Regions from separate parts of the Mus musculus genome. Here region 1 is linked to region 2. Evidence: chromatin contacts called from public HiChIP or PLAC-seq data. All regions are on one chromosome and are shown on one strand. Each heading gives the region's core, a stretch centred on a gene start, on an enhancer-like site or on the middle of the called end of the contact. The rest is flanking DNA. Distances are from core to core; before and after follow the strand shown. Region 1 has its middle 15 kb from the start of Gm23793. Region 2 overlaps Tespa1 (thymocyte expressed, positive selection associated 1).

Evidence for each region. HiChIP or PLAC-seq counts read pairs in DNA pulled down with a chosen protein or histone mark.
Region 1: an H3K27ac HiChIP or PLAC-seq map of CD8 T cells shows a contact between it and region 2, with 2.7 times the contacts expected there. The contact joins two enhancer-like sites. A contact is called at or near these places in 10 of 115 datasets of contacts at active chromatin or transcription factors (the 230-238 cell line, CD8 T cells, the SCID.adh cell line and 4 more).

What each region holds. Positions count from the first base shown.
Region 1 is chr10:130,538,976-130,545,472 of GRCm38.p6, reverse strand. No RefSeq gene overlaps it. Among named protein-coding and RNA genes, the nearest start is that of Gm23793, 15 kb to the left of the region's middle. Within about 2 kb of position 3,457, at least 377 of the 459 cell types and tissues checked have an H3K27ac peak or open chromatin away from gene starts, as enhancers often do. A contact at or near this core is called in CD8 T cells, the SCID.adh cell line and memory CD8 T cells, where this site is marked.
Region 2 is chr10:130,341,574-130,347,316 of GRCm38.p6, reverse strand. It overlaps Tespa1 (thymocyte expressed, positive selection associated 1), which reads right to left. Exons shown (of 9, transcript NM_183264.4): 2 at 1-173. The coding sequence starts at 129. Among named protein-coding and RNA genes, the nearest start is that of Tespa1, 22 kb to the right of the region's middle. Within about 2 kb of position 3,071, at least 15 of the 459 cell types and tissues checked have an H3K27ac peak or open chromatin away from gene starts, as enhancers often do. A contact at or near this core is called in CD8 T cells, the SCID.adh cell line and memory CD8 T cells, where this site is marked.

The DNA of each region.
Region 1 (6,497 bases), core at 2,208-4,707, 200 kb before region 2:
ATTTGTAAAATTTATCACACAAAACTGAATTTGCAGTGCAATGTTCAGAACTTCTAGAAACCAGATTTTCAGTTTTGAAATCTGTTTTCTGCACACCAAAAGCAATGCTTGTGTGTGCACACTGAACAGTGGTATTATAAGCAACACAGCTTACTATGGCCAGAGCTGCAGAGCCTCCTTTTCCCCAGGGAATCCACACTCTCAGGCAGGCTCAGAGGCCAAGGCCCTTTGCTCAGGTCACCACATGTACCAAAAGTACCACAGTCTGGTTCACAGTCCATCCCAGTCCAATCAGATTGGACTCTGATTGCTTAGCTAACCTGTTCTTCCTAGTGGCTGCCACAATCATGATGCGAGGTCTCCCTCACATCTCTCTGATGAACTGCATCAGAGGAGAATATGGAAAAAAAAAAAAAACCTGCAAGCTACCTCCTACTGGTGCTCCTCCTGACTGCTAGCTGACCAGAGGACATTAGGAGCTCTCCTTCTGGAGGATTAGAGATTAAATGACTCAGACAGAACAAGTCTTCCCAGTTCTGCCCTTCCATACGACCCTAAGGGCAGACAGAGCCCTAGTATGGTAAATTTGTATTTTATTAGAATCTTCTACTCTCCCAGGTATGGAGAGTTCTTGTATCGCTTCTAGGAAAATGGCAAGAATGTTTGACAATGGGCAAGGACAAGGAAGTAAGCTCAAAAAAAAAAAAAAAAAAAAAAAACCCAAACACCCCCCCCCCCCCAAAAAAAAGCTGAGGAATGTGTTCCTCATATCTTAAAATATCTTGATCATCTTGATAAGACCCTGAGTACAGTAAACAAGGGAACTTAGTTTACACCTTTTTTCTTCCTGACTACTTTGTTTATGTCTTAGAACTAGGCAGTCAAGGTGGGTCTGTTGGCAGATTTCCCAGCCTGAGGAGGCATGGAACGACAAGAGGAGGTACACCTGAGGCTCAAGAGAGGTGCCTTGGGATAACAGATATTCTGTGTATGTTTCAGGAAACTTGTTTCTGTTAGCTTGTGGCTTTGCTTTCTACAGTACTGTGGGGTATAAAAAGACTATAAGAAATAAACTCAAGGCTGCTGGTTGCTGCTGGCTGCTCTGCTGCAGCAATACTAACCATCAGTCCTCCCCAATCTTACTCTTGGCTTTACATCTTCTTTCTGCCTTTTCTATCTTTAATCCTTGTTCGCCCATCAGAAACTGACTCATGTTGGGGGGTGGGGGTGGGGGATCCAGTACAAATAAAGAAACTAGATTCAAGAATCTCTTTCTCCTCCATCCTTGTTTCTCTCCTATCCGGTGTTAGGGGGTGAAATGAGGGGTAAGGGGGTTGGAGTTGCGGGGGAGGGGGATTAAGTGTGTGTTAAAAGAAGAAACCATAAAGTATCAAAGACTAGCTACATGGTTAATGCTAAAAGAGGCGCCAGACTATGATGAATTTTGCATTCCACGTATGCTGCCACCCTTAAATCTCTTTTAGGTTCAGGTTCAGGTTCCAGGTTAAGTTTTGAACAGTTTAAATGTAGACTGGAGACTGCAAGTTTAGCCACTTAGACAGATGGGAATTTACACAGCAAACATATTCGAGGATCAAATCCCAAGTACACCAGTGCCCTAACACAGCAGGTTAGTGACAGTGTCCTAAGTGGAAGGTCCCAGATGATGAAAACATCAGAAAAGGAAAAGGTACAAAGTATAAAAGCTGGGGTGAGGAGGTCTTAAACAAGCTATTTCTTATGCTAAGTAAGCTTCTTAAGAATACCATCTTGTACACGGTTGTCAAGAGGGAAAAGGAAGGAGATGGGAGACATCTATGAAGTCAGCAGAAAGACGAAGAAACTATGAAGTTAGCAGCAGCATCATGCAATGGGACACAGTCAGGAGAAGTCTAATCAAACAATGCTGCAAAAGAACTCGGTATATCTTAAAAACATTTCAGACCAAGCCTCTAGTGGCCTTGGAACTGATAACCACAGCCCCATACAGTGGAAAGAGTTGTGTTCTCAGAACCTGATGCAACCCCTCCCAAAGCCCCTGGCCCCAGACCATCACCAGCTCTCCCAAGCATATTCCCGGTTTTACAAAAGGAGCAGTTTTATCTCTATACCCAGGGCCTCAGGGAAAGCTCCCAAGGACTAGGCCCCAGGCTGTGACTGGCTCTGCCAAGCATGCTCCTGGGTTTCGGAAGGAGCTATGTCATTCTCCATAAACAGGGACTTCAGGGAAAGTGTAACTCGATCAGACCAGCACTCAATACAACAGTGTTTTGTTTTGTTTTTTACCTTCTCAAATGGTTGTCACTAGGTATCATCTCACCCATGTGGCAGAACTATGCTTTTCTCAAGAAGAAAATTGAACCTTTATAGCACACTAGGCCTTACTGTTGATTGTAATCCTGTAATGCTCCATAGAGCAGCTTGTTAAAGGCCTGCTCTTTGATATGGAGATGGACCTAGTGGCTGGTTGTAAATCAAGTTTGTTTCCTTTGTTATGGTTTGGCACCATATTTCTGGACAATCCTGGTGAACAAACATGTGTATCCTAGCTTCCTAATCTCTAATTGCCCTGGCTAGCACATTACTTATCTGTGGGGTGTTTTACAGGCAGTCAGCCCTCACCTAAATTCTACTTGCTGTGCCTTACTATCTCCTAAGCTTTATTAAATCCTTTACATCATCAATTCTACTCTTTCACATCACAGCTTGATATTGGATTGCTACCCAGCACATGAGATGCCTTTTATAACCACCACAAAATTAACTCCAAATGGATTGTAGAAACTAGGACTCTCTGAGTTTGGGATCATGCCAAGGATCTTTCTACACACAAGCCAAATGCTCTGCACAGATGTAGCCCCCACAGTGAAGTTATTCTGAGGCTACAACTGGGTTCAGCGAGTGGCTAGGACCTCACACGTGGCCGCCGATTCCCACTCAGTCCCGGGAAAGACCCACCACACCAGCTCGCGCTCCTCAGACCCATGGTTCTCCCCATTGTTGGCAGTGATCATGTGCTCACCATGTCACAACTTCGGGGCTTGCCTGAGCACCCTCCACAGCATCCAGCGGCATGACAGAGAGCACAGCACACAAGTACCATTCAAACCTGCTCAGCTACTAAGCGAAACCAGCACCACAGCACCCGGAAAACCCGCCTTCTCTTCTGACTGGCAGGTCCGCCTAAAGGCTCTGATTGGCCAGTAAGTCTGGAGTGACTCGAGCACCTCCCTTAGATTTAGAGTGTGCTGAAGGTACACAGTGTAGAGGTTCTCAGCCCAAGCTTCAAGTCCAGGGCCAGACCTTTTCCAGATCTACAGGGATTTTCATTTCTGTAGTATTTGTGTCTGTCCTCCCTACCCATCTGTCCCCCGCGCAGCCCCAGGGAGGCCCCACCACTCCACCTGCCGCAGCTCCGCTGCACCGCCGCTTGCTCCGCAGCTTGCTCCTCCCCTATGTGGGCAGTGACCCTGTGCTCACCCAGTCCTGACTTCAACCTGAGCTTCCCTCACTCAGCAGCCTTCTTCCTCCTGGAATCAAGGTAGGTAGCTTGCATAGCCTATTATATTACATAACTTCCAGGGGAGTTATCCATCAGTCCCACAAGCGGAAGGGTGCCCAGGATATAAACAATTAAAGAGAGACTTTGGGAAACAATAGTTTATAGAACTTAATAGGCTTATTAATTTCTGGTTTGTTATATTCCTAGTGTAATTTATTTTTACTTACATCTTAAACGATCAGTTGAGAAGGATGCAGTTGGGACTGAGGTTGTGTAGGAGGTCCAGGACATGTATGTACAAAGCTGTCCAGATAAGATCCCCTTGTCTGGACACTCTACAGCACTGCAAACATGGGCTAGCACATCTTTGCTCTCAAACAAAATACACTGTTTTTTTTAAAATTGGAATTACCTTTAATCTTTCTTTTCCCTTAAAGATATGAGGTAGTCGTTTCTCCTTGGGACAACATTATTTTCATGTTTTCTAAGAACTATACAAGTAGCCAGGGCTATACAGAGAAACCCTGTCTCGAAAAACCAAAATAAATAAATAAATAAATAAAAAAATAAAAAAATAAAGAACTATACAAGTTTTCACTTTGAAATCTTTAATGATTTGCTTAAGAGAGCATGTTCTGTGATCCACTGTGTTCATGCTCTACTTCCTTCGCTGTCTTGGCAGCAGGTTGCTCTGAATATAGGAACTTATGTCATATTTTTTCTTTCATTTTCTTCTTTAGATATTTTCTGAAGATGAGAAGGTGGAATGTTTCATGTTTGGAATGCTTGTTTGCAAAATGACTCTGTCCTTACATATTACAGAGTATGGATGAAGAAAAAGGAGCAAATACTTAATATTTATCAATTAAATATCTTCATATATACTCTGCTACCCACACCATCATTAGCTGTAGATAAGAAATGAAAAGATCTTACTTTTGTCTAGAGTAGAAGAATGGGGACCAATATCCTTAACTTAGTAGTGGTTACAGTACTGATTACAACCATGATATATTTGTTAAATTTTACAAAAAAGAGAATTATGTAACTTTTAATATCACCAAGGATGTCTCATGTAAAAGAAATTACCTTATCCTAACTAAAAATTTTGAGCCCTAACAGTACATTTAAGTCCCTTTTTTCTGTTTGTCAGTAACTAGCTAGTAGGCAAGCCTAAGTTATTGAGAACCTAAATCCATTAAACACCATCAAATAGAAAAAAATTTCTTAATTTTACATCACATTTTATATATATATATGTATATATATTATATTGGGCAGTTTATAGTTATATGGTATAATGACATTAAAAATCATAAATTATAAAAATGACTCTGCTTCTTCTAAAAGAAGAAACACACACCAGTAGTCTTTGGGGAAATGATTGAGGGAAAAAGCCACTGAAAACGACCCCATAGTCAGCTGTAAGTTAGATGACTATGGATACAGAAATGGAAAGAAAACAACCTAAGAAAAAGCTCAAGGTAGGAGCAAATCACTTAAAAGGTTAAGGAGGAAAGAGAAACAAACAAGACTATCTTTTTTAAGGGATACCAATTGACCGCTGCAACAAGGTCTAAATTGTATTTCAGGTTATACCCCACAACAGCGTCCTGCATACGTGTAGGCTACCATTATAACATGATTTGACATCCACATGAGATAGTGACCTTTACTGGTTTCCCACAGTACAGTAAAATAAGTAAAATGCTATTCTATGAGTACTAATGTCATTAAATGAATCTGTTTTCTCCAGAAAGAGACACACGTTAAAGACAGAACTTAGTGGCAGGTCAGTGCTTTGAAAGAGGGTTGGAGTCCTTCCCTGTCAGGGTCACAATTATTAGGATGGAAACAGCAGCAGAAAGGACAATGGTCAGCAAGATTTAGGGAATGGTGAAGGATATTTTCAGTTTGTAATATGAAATTTAGGTACCCAGAGGCCTCAGAGGCCTTGGTGTACTAGACTTAGGTACATGTCTTAAGATCCAAGTTTCAGGTCATTATATTCAGCTTATGATGTTATTTACATAGAAAGCATATTAGCTCCTTTCACTCAACTGTAAATCCTATAGAGGTCTTTATCATTACTTTACTATAATGTGATTATATAAGAAGTCTCCTCATTTATCTTAAAAGCACATTTGTTATATTTGTTATACACTACGTTTTTCACTTAAGCTTGAGAAGGTCAGTTGGCAGGGATTGGGGCAGTGCAGAGCATGTGCAAGTCTGGGGTCTTGTTGGCTAGGTGCTCTATGCAGCACAGCAGACAAGGACCCACAGATGCATCTCCCCTCACACATGAGATACATTGCTTATAAAACTAGAGGAAATTACCCTTAACTTATGACTATCTCAATTATACATATAAATGAAAGAAAATGATTTCCTAAAAGCATCCTGGAGGATTTTTGCCACATTTACATAAATTAAGCTTAACTATTTTTAAAAATTTAGCATGTTTACAGGATTTTTATTCTCATGAATCACCTCTCAAGAAGAAAGGCCATACATTAAATTTAATAGTATATCTTAGATTGTTTTAATATCACAGACAGTAGGAAACAGTTCTATTCAGTGTGTCAAACAGCTAGAGACACATGATTATAGGAATCCAGCTGCTTCTAAGAAAGAGGAGAAGCAGTTGATAATAAAGATGTGGGGACAATAATTGAATAAATAATTGAATAAAACCATATACACCTATTACACAGGGAAATATAACTAAATTAACCAACAGTAGAGACAGAAACTGTCAGAAAGACCAAATCTGTTCTGCAACAACAGTTCACCATTGGTGTAAAGCATTTTTAAAAGGCAGGAGGACAGACAAACAAATAAAACTCTCTGTCTGATAAACACCAAGCAGCAGTCACAACAATCACACAATTTTGTTTCAAACTGCACACTGGGACCATGTTGTGCATGCGCATGATCTGTCTGTATTACATCAAGTTTTACTGCTCTCTGTGACAGTGAAATAAGTGACTAG
Region 2 (5,743 bases), core at 1,822-4,321:
GGGATCCAGTGCATCCTGAAGAGCTGCTGCTGCTTCCTCTTCCAGGACCTGGGTTTGCCAGTTACGACTCTGTCGTAACCAGGCCCTTCGTTTCTCCCAGGATGTGGGGCTCAGTACCGATGCCTCCATTGTTCGAGCCCACTTTCAGGCCTTCCTATCAAACTGATGCCTTCCTGAAAGTTGAAACATGGGGGAAAATATCTTTTACCATCTCTTCATATCAACTCCTCTAAAGGTGAATGTCTAACTGTCTGTCTGTGCAAAAAGCTTTTTCACTGCCTAATCAGGAAAGAAATGATGCTTAGCCATTTGCTGCTTCAACCCATCCACCACTGAGATACCAGATCTTTTGAGTTCAGACTTCATCTTAGAGAACTTGACCTAAGGTTGAGTTCAAATTAACTAACAGACCGGTCAGTTTACCCTCCAACAAGACTTCTGTCTGGAACCAGTTTCCAGGTTATTCCTCAACAAATCTGCATCCCCAGGTTACAAGCCTGTCCCTGGCACTTCACTTCCTACAACCATCAATCAGGAAAAACGCAGTAGTTAAGTTTATGGTTTGGCTTCCAGCACCAGCCAATTATGTTAAAGGCCATAATGCTCCCCCTCTCACTCCCAATCAGAGGTGTGCCAGGAGAGATTACCCCCCTCCCCCCCCGGCACGTTTTTAGATTTTAAAAAATTGGATATTTTATTTATTTACATTTCAAATGTTATCCCCTTTCCCCGTTTCCCCTCAGGAAACCTTCTCCCCTCCTCATGTTCATCATGCCACCCACTTACACTTCCTGGCCCCAGAATTCCCCTACACTGGGGCATTGAGCCTTCACAGGGCCAAGGGCCTTTCTTCCCATTGATGCCTGATAAGGCCATCCTCTGCTACTTATGCAGCTGGAGCCATGGGTCACTCCATGTGTACTCTTCGGTTAGATACCCCTTCTTGTTTTTATAAATGCTTGCCTCAAACTAACCTTAGGGCTGCCCCCTCCCAATCTCTTGCGTGTGGACCAAGCTCGAACTTGAATAAAGAGACCCTAATGCGATTGCATTGGAATCAACTCCTTGGTGGTCTTTTGGGGTTCACAAATGCTTCCTGGCACACCACCACCACCACCAAAAGTAGGAATGCCTGAAAAAAATCTAAGTACCAGGTCAAGTATTTCAAGTCAGTAAGTCTAAAAGCTTTAAACATCACAGGAGTCACAGGCCACTGAGGAAATTTTTTGACTTAAAGTATGCCTACTTCTTGTGGTAGCTGAAATGTTCTATTAAAAAACACTTTTCTTAAGGCAGGTATGTTGGTCCATACCTGTAGCTCTAGCACTCAGAAGGCTCAGGCAGACCAATCTAAAGCCACAATTCAATAGAGACTATGTTTAAAAGAACTGTTTTCTTTACTCTTTGTAATTTTGCATCTCAGAATCTAGCATTGAAACTAAAATATTTGAGGAACTGGGGAGATGCCTCAGTCAGTTAAGTGCTTGGCACACAAGTATAAGAACCTGAGTTCAGATCTCCAACACCTACATATAAGCCAAGTAATTTTAGCTGTGGAGGCAGAGCTGGGAGGATCAGTTTCTGGAGTTTGTTCATTAGCTAGACAACCTAGTCAGCTCAATTAGCTTAAGGTTCAGTGAGAAACCCTGTCTCAAAAAATAGGGTAAAAAGAGATTCAGGAAGACATTACCATTGTCCTCTGCTCCCCCCTCCCCATTAATAAAAGAAAAGGAAAACAAAAATCTTTACATTTCCACTTTATTTCATCTGCATGGAGATAGCTTTTTAAAAGTTTAGAATTAGCAAAGTTTAAGAAGGCCAAATTTCCACAAAAGGATGTGATCACACCTTTAGTGTCTAGCTTGTCTTTCTTTTCTTTTCTTTTTTCTTTTTTCTGGATTTGTTTGGTTTTCTAGGAAACACATGAGATTTTCCCCAGGAAAAGAAAAGGAAATAAAAGCTATAATAGAAACAGGACACGTAACTTACTGCCTCAAGTAACCAGCAGATCACACCTTCCCACAGTCACTTTCTAATTTGTCAGTTTTCACATTGACTATGAGTTGCTTACTCAGCCTGTTAATGTAACTGTCACTCCACAAATTGCTAGTTAATTTGACACCTTTACACTCTTTCCCAAAATATATAATGCCTCTAGACACAGAATCTGAGGGGAATAAAGGGAAGAATCATTTAGCTGTCCAGATAGAGCTTGAAAGGCAGGTGCTAATGTGAACTCAGTCACACCTGCATCCCTCCACAGCGAGTTAGTATATTTTCAAAAAAAATTCAGATCTTGTACTTCCATCCTCTGGAATGGCCATGCACAGATTCATCTTCAAAATTATATTTCAAACTATTAAAGTCAGAGAAAATAGGAGAGAAAAATATAAGAATTTCAAGAGATTTCACTTAAGACTCAAAGTTACTAAAGCAGCTTTTTTTTTTTTTTAATGAATGTTCTGGACACAAACTGTTCTTCTAGTGCAATAAAATTGTTTCAGTTGTTTTGTCTTGCTGTATACTGAGAAAGACAATCTATAATTGTTTTTGACTAGTCTAGGCTCCTTCCCTTTGGGCCCAGTCCAGGATTTGCCTTCTAGAGAAGGCAGCTTTAGCGTTATAAGATGTTTTTGCACTCCTGTTTGCCTTTTAGGAAGCAGCCAATCACTTAACTAAGCTCAGGACCAAGGAAAGCTAGAAAGAGGGTCAGCAGAGGAGACTGCTGACTTGCTATCACTGGACGATTCAGGATGAGGAGACTTGCTATCATTGGGTGGATGAGGGTGCCTCCAGAAAGAATTCAGGAAAATTCTCTGGAAAGCCTGAAATTAGAGTGTGTTTTCCTAGTCATGCCTTCTAAAATATTTAATAGACTATTTTCAGTCCAGAAAAGTAGATGGCAAACTGACTTGCTCATTTCTTTAATTTCTTCACACAAATCACAGGAAATCCTTAATGCACAAGGACATTTTTGGTGGTTAGAAATACTTAAAAGGACAGGATGCTTCCGGTCTCCATCTGTGCCCCAGAGCTAAGGCTGTCACACATCCCTCCACACCCAAATTCTGCCCAGGAGAGAGCTGGTCTCCCCAGAAGTGCTGACACACCTAAGATCACAGGCTCACAGGACAACAGGAGAGACAAGCTCCAGTCAGAGATAGTAAGACCAACTAACACCAGAGATAACCACATGGCAAGAGGCAAGTGCAAAAACCTAAGCAACAGAAACCAAGGCTACTTGGCATTGTCAGAACCCAGTTCTCCCACCAGAGCCAGTCCTGGAAACTCCAACACACAGGAAAAGCAAGATTCAGATTTAAAAATCACATCTCATGATGATGATAGAGGACTTTAAGAAGGACATGAATAAATCCCTTAAAGAAATACAGGAGAACACAGGTAAACAGGTAGAAGCCCTTAAAGAGGAAACACAAAATCCCCTAAGGAGTTCTAGGAAAACATAACTAAACAGGCAAACTGAACAAAACCATCCAGGATCTAAAAATGGAAATAGAAACAATAAAGAAATCACAAAGGGAGACTACCCTAGAGATGGAAAACTTAGGAAAAAGATCAGGAGTCATAGATGCAAGCATCACCAGCAGAATACAAGAGGTAGAAGAGAGGATCTCTGGTGCAGAAGATACCATAGAAACCATTGACACAACAGTCAAAGAGATGCAAAATGAAAAAAATCCTAACCCAAAACATGCAGGAAATGCAGGACACAATGAGAAGATCAAACTTAAGGATAATAGGTATAGAAGAGAGTGAAGATTCCCAACTTAAAGGGCCAGTAAATATCTTCAACAAAATTATAGAAGAAAACTCCCCTAACCTACAGAAAGAGATGCCCATGAACATACAAGAAGCCTACAGAACTCCAAAGAGACTGGACCAGAAAAGTAATTCCTCTTGTTGCATAATAATCAAAACATCAAATGAAATAAACTAAGAAAGAACATTAAAAGTAGTAAGGGAAAAGGGTCAAGTAACATATAAAGAAGACCTATCAGAATTAAACCAGACTTCTCACCAGAAACTCTAAAAGTTAGAAGATCCTGGGCAGATGTCATACAGACCCTAAGAGAACAAAAATACCAGCCCAGGCTTCTATACCCAGAAAAAAATTCAATACCGTAGATGTCAAGATATTACATGACAAAACCAAATATACACAACACCTTTCTATAAATCCATCCCTACAAAGGACAATAGATGGAAAATTCCAACACAAGGAGGGAAACTACCCTAGAAAAAGCAAGATAGTAATCTTCTTTCAAGAAGAAGATAGTTACACAAACAATCCCATCTCTAAAAACAAAAATAACAGGAAGCAACAATTACTTTTCCTTAATATCTCTTAACATCAGTGGACTCAATTCCCTCCCAAAAATACACAGAATAATGGACTGGATACATAAACAGGACACAGCATTTTGCTGCATACAGGAAACACACCTTAGTGACAAAGACAGCTACTACCTCAATTTTTCAAGCAAATGATCCCAAGAAATAAGCTGGAGTAGCCATTATAATATCAAATAAAACCAACTGTCAACCAAAAATTATCGAAAAAGATGAAGAAAGACATTTCATACTCATCAAAGGAAAAATCTACCAAGATGAACTCTCAATTCTGACCATTTATGTTCCAAATGCAAGGGCAACAACATTCATAATAGAAACTTTACTATAACTCAAAACACACATTGCACCTCACACAATAATAGTGGGAGACTTCAACACTTCACTATCATCAATGGTCAGATCATGGAAACAGAAACTAAACAGAGACACAGTAAAACTAACAGAAGTTACAAACCAAATGGATTTAACAGTTATCTATAGAACGTTTCATCCTAAAGCAAAAGAATATATCTTCTTCTCAGCACCTCATGGTACCTTCTCCAAAATTGACCATATAATTGGTCACAAAACAAGCCTCAACATATACAAAAAGATTGAAACAATCTCATGCATCCTATTAGAGCACCACAGACTAAGGCTGGTCTTCAATGACAACAAAAACAACAGAAAGCCCACATACACATGGAAGCTGAACAACCCTCTACTCAATGATAACTTGATCAAGGAAAAAATAAAGAAAGAAATTAATGACCTTAAATGAAGGTACAACATACCCAAACTCACAGGACACAATGAAAGCAGTGCTAAGAGGAAAACTCATAGCGCTGAATGTCTCCAACAGGAAACTGGAGAGAGCTTACACTAGCAGCTTGAAAGCACACCTGAAAGCTCTAGAACAAAAAGAAGTAAATACATTCAAGATGACAGGAAATTATCAAACTCAGGGCTGAAATCAACCAAGTGGAAACAAAAAGAACTATTCAAAGAATCAACCAAACCAGGAGCTGGTTCTTTGAGAAAATCAACAAGATAGATAAACCCTTAGCCAGACTCACTAGAGGGCACACTAATTGGATAGTACCCTAATTAACAAAATCAGAAATGAAAAGGGAGACATAACAACAGAACCTGAGGACATTCAAAAGATCATCAAATCCTACTACAAAAAGCTATAGTCAACAAAATTGGAAAACCTGGAAGAAATGGACAATTTTCTAGACAGATACCAGGTACCAAAGTTAAATCAGAATCAGATTAATGATCTGATATCCCCATATCCCCTAAAGAAATAGAAGCAGCCATTAATAGTCTCCAAACCCAAAAAAAGCCCAGGACCAGATGGGTTTAGTGCAGAATTCTATCAGATCTT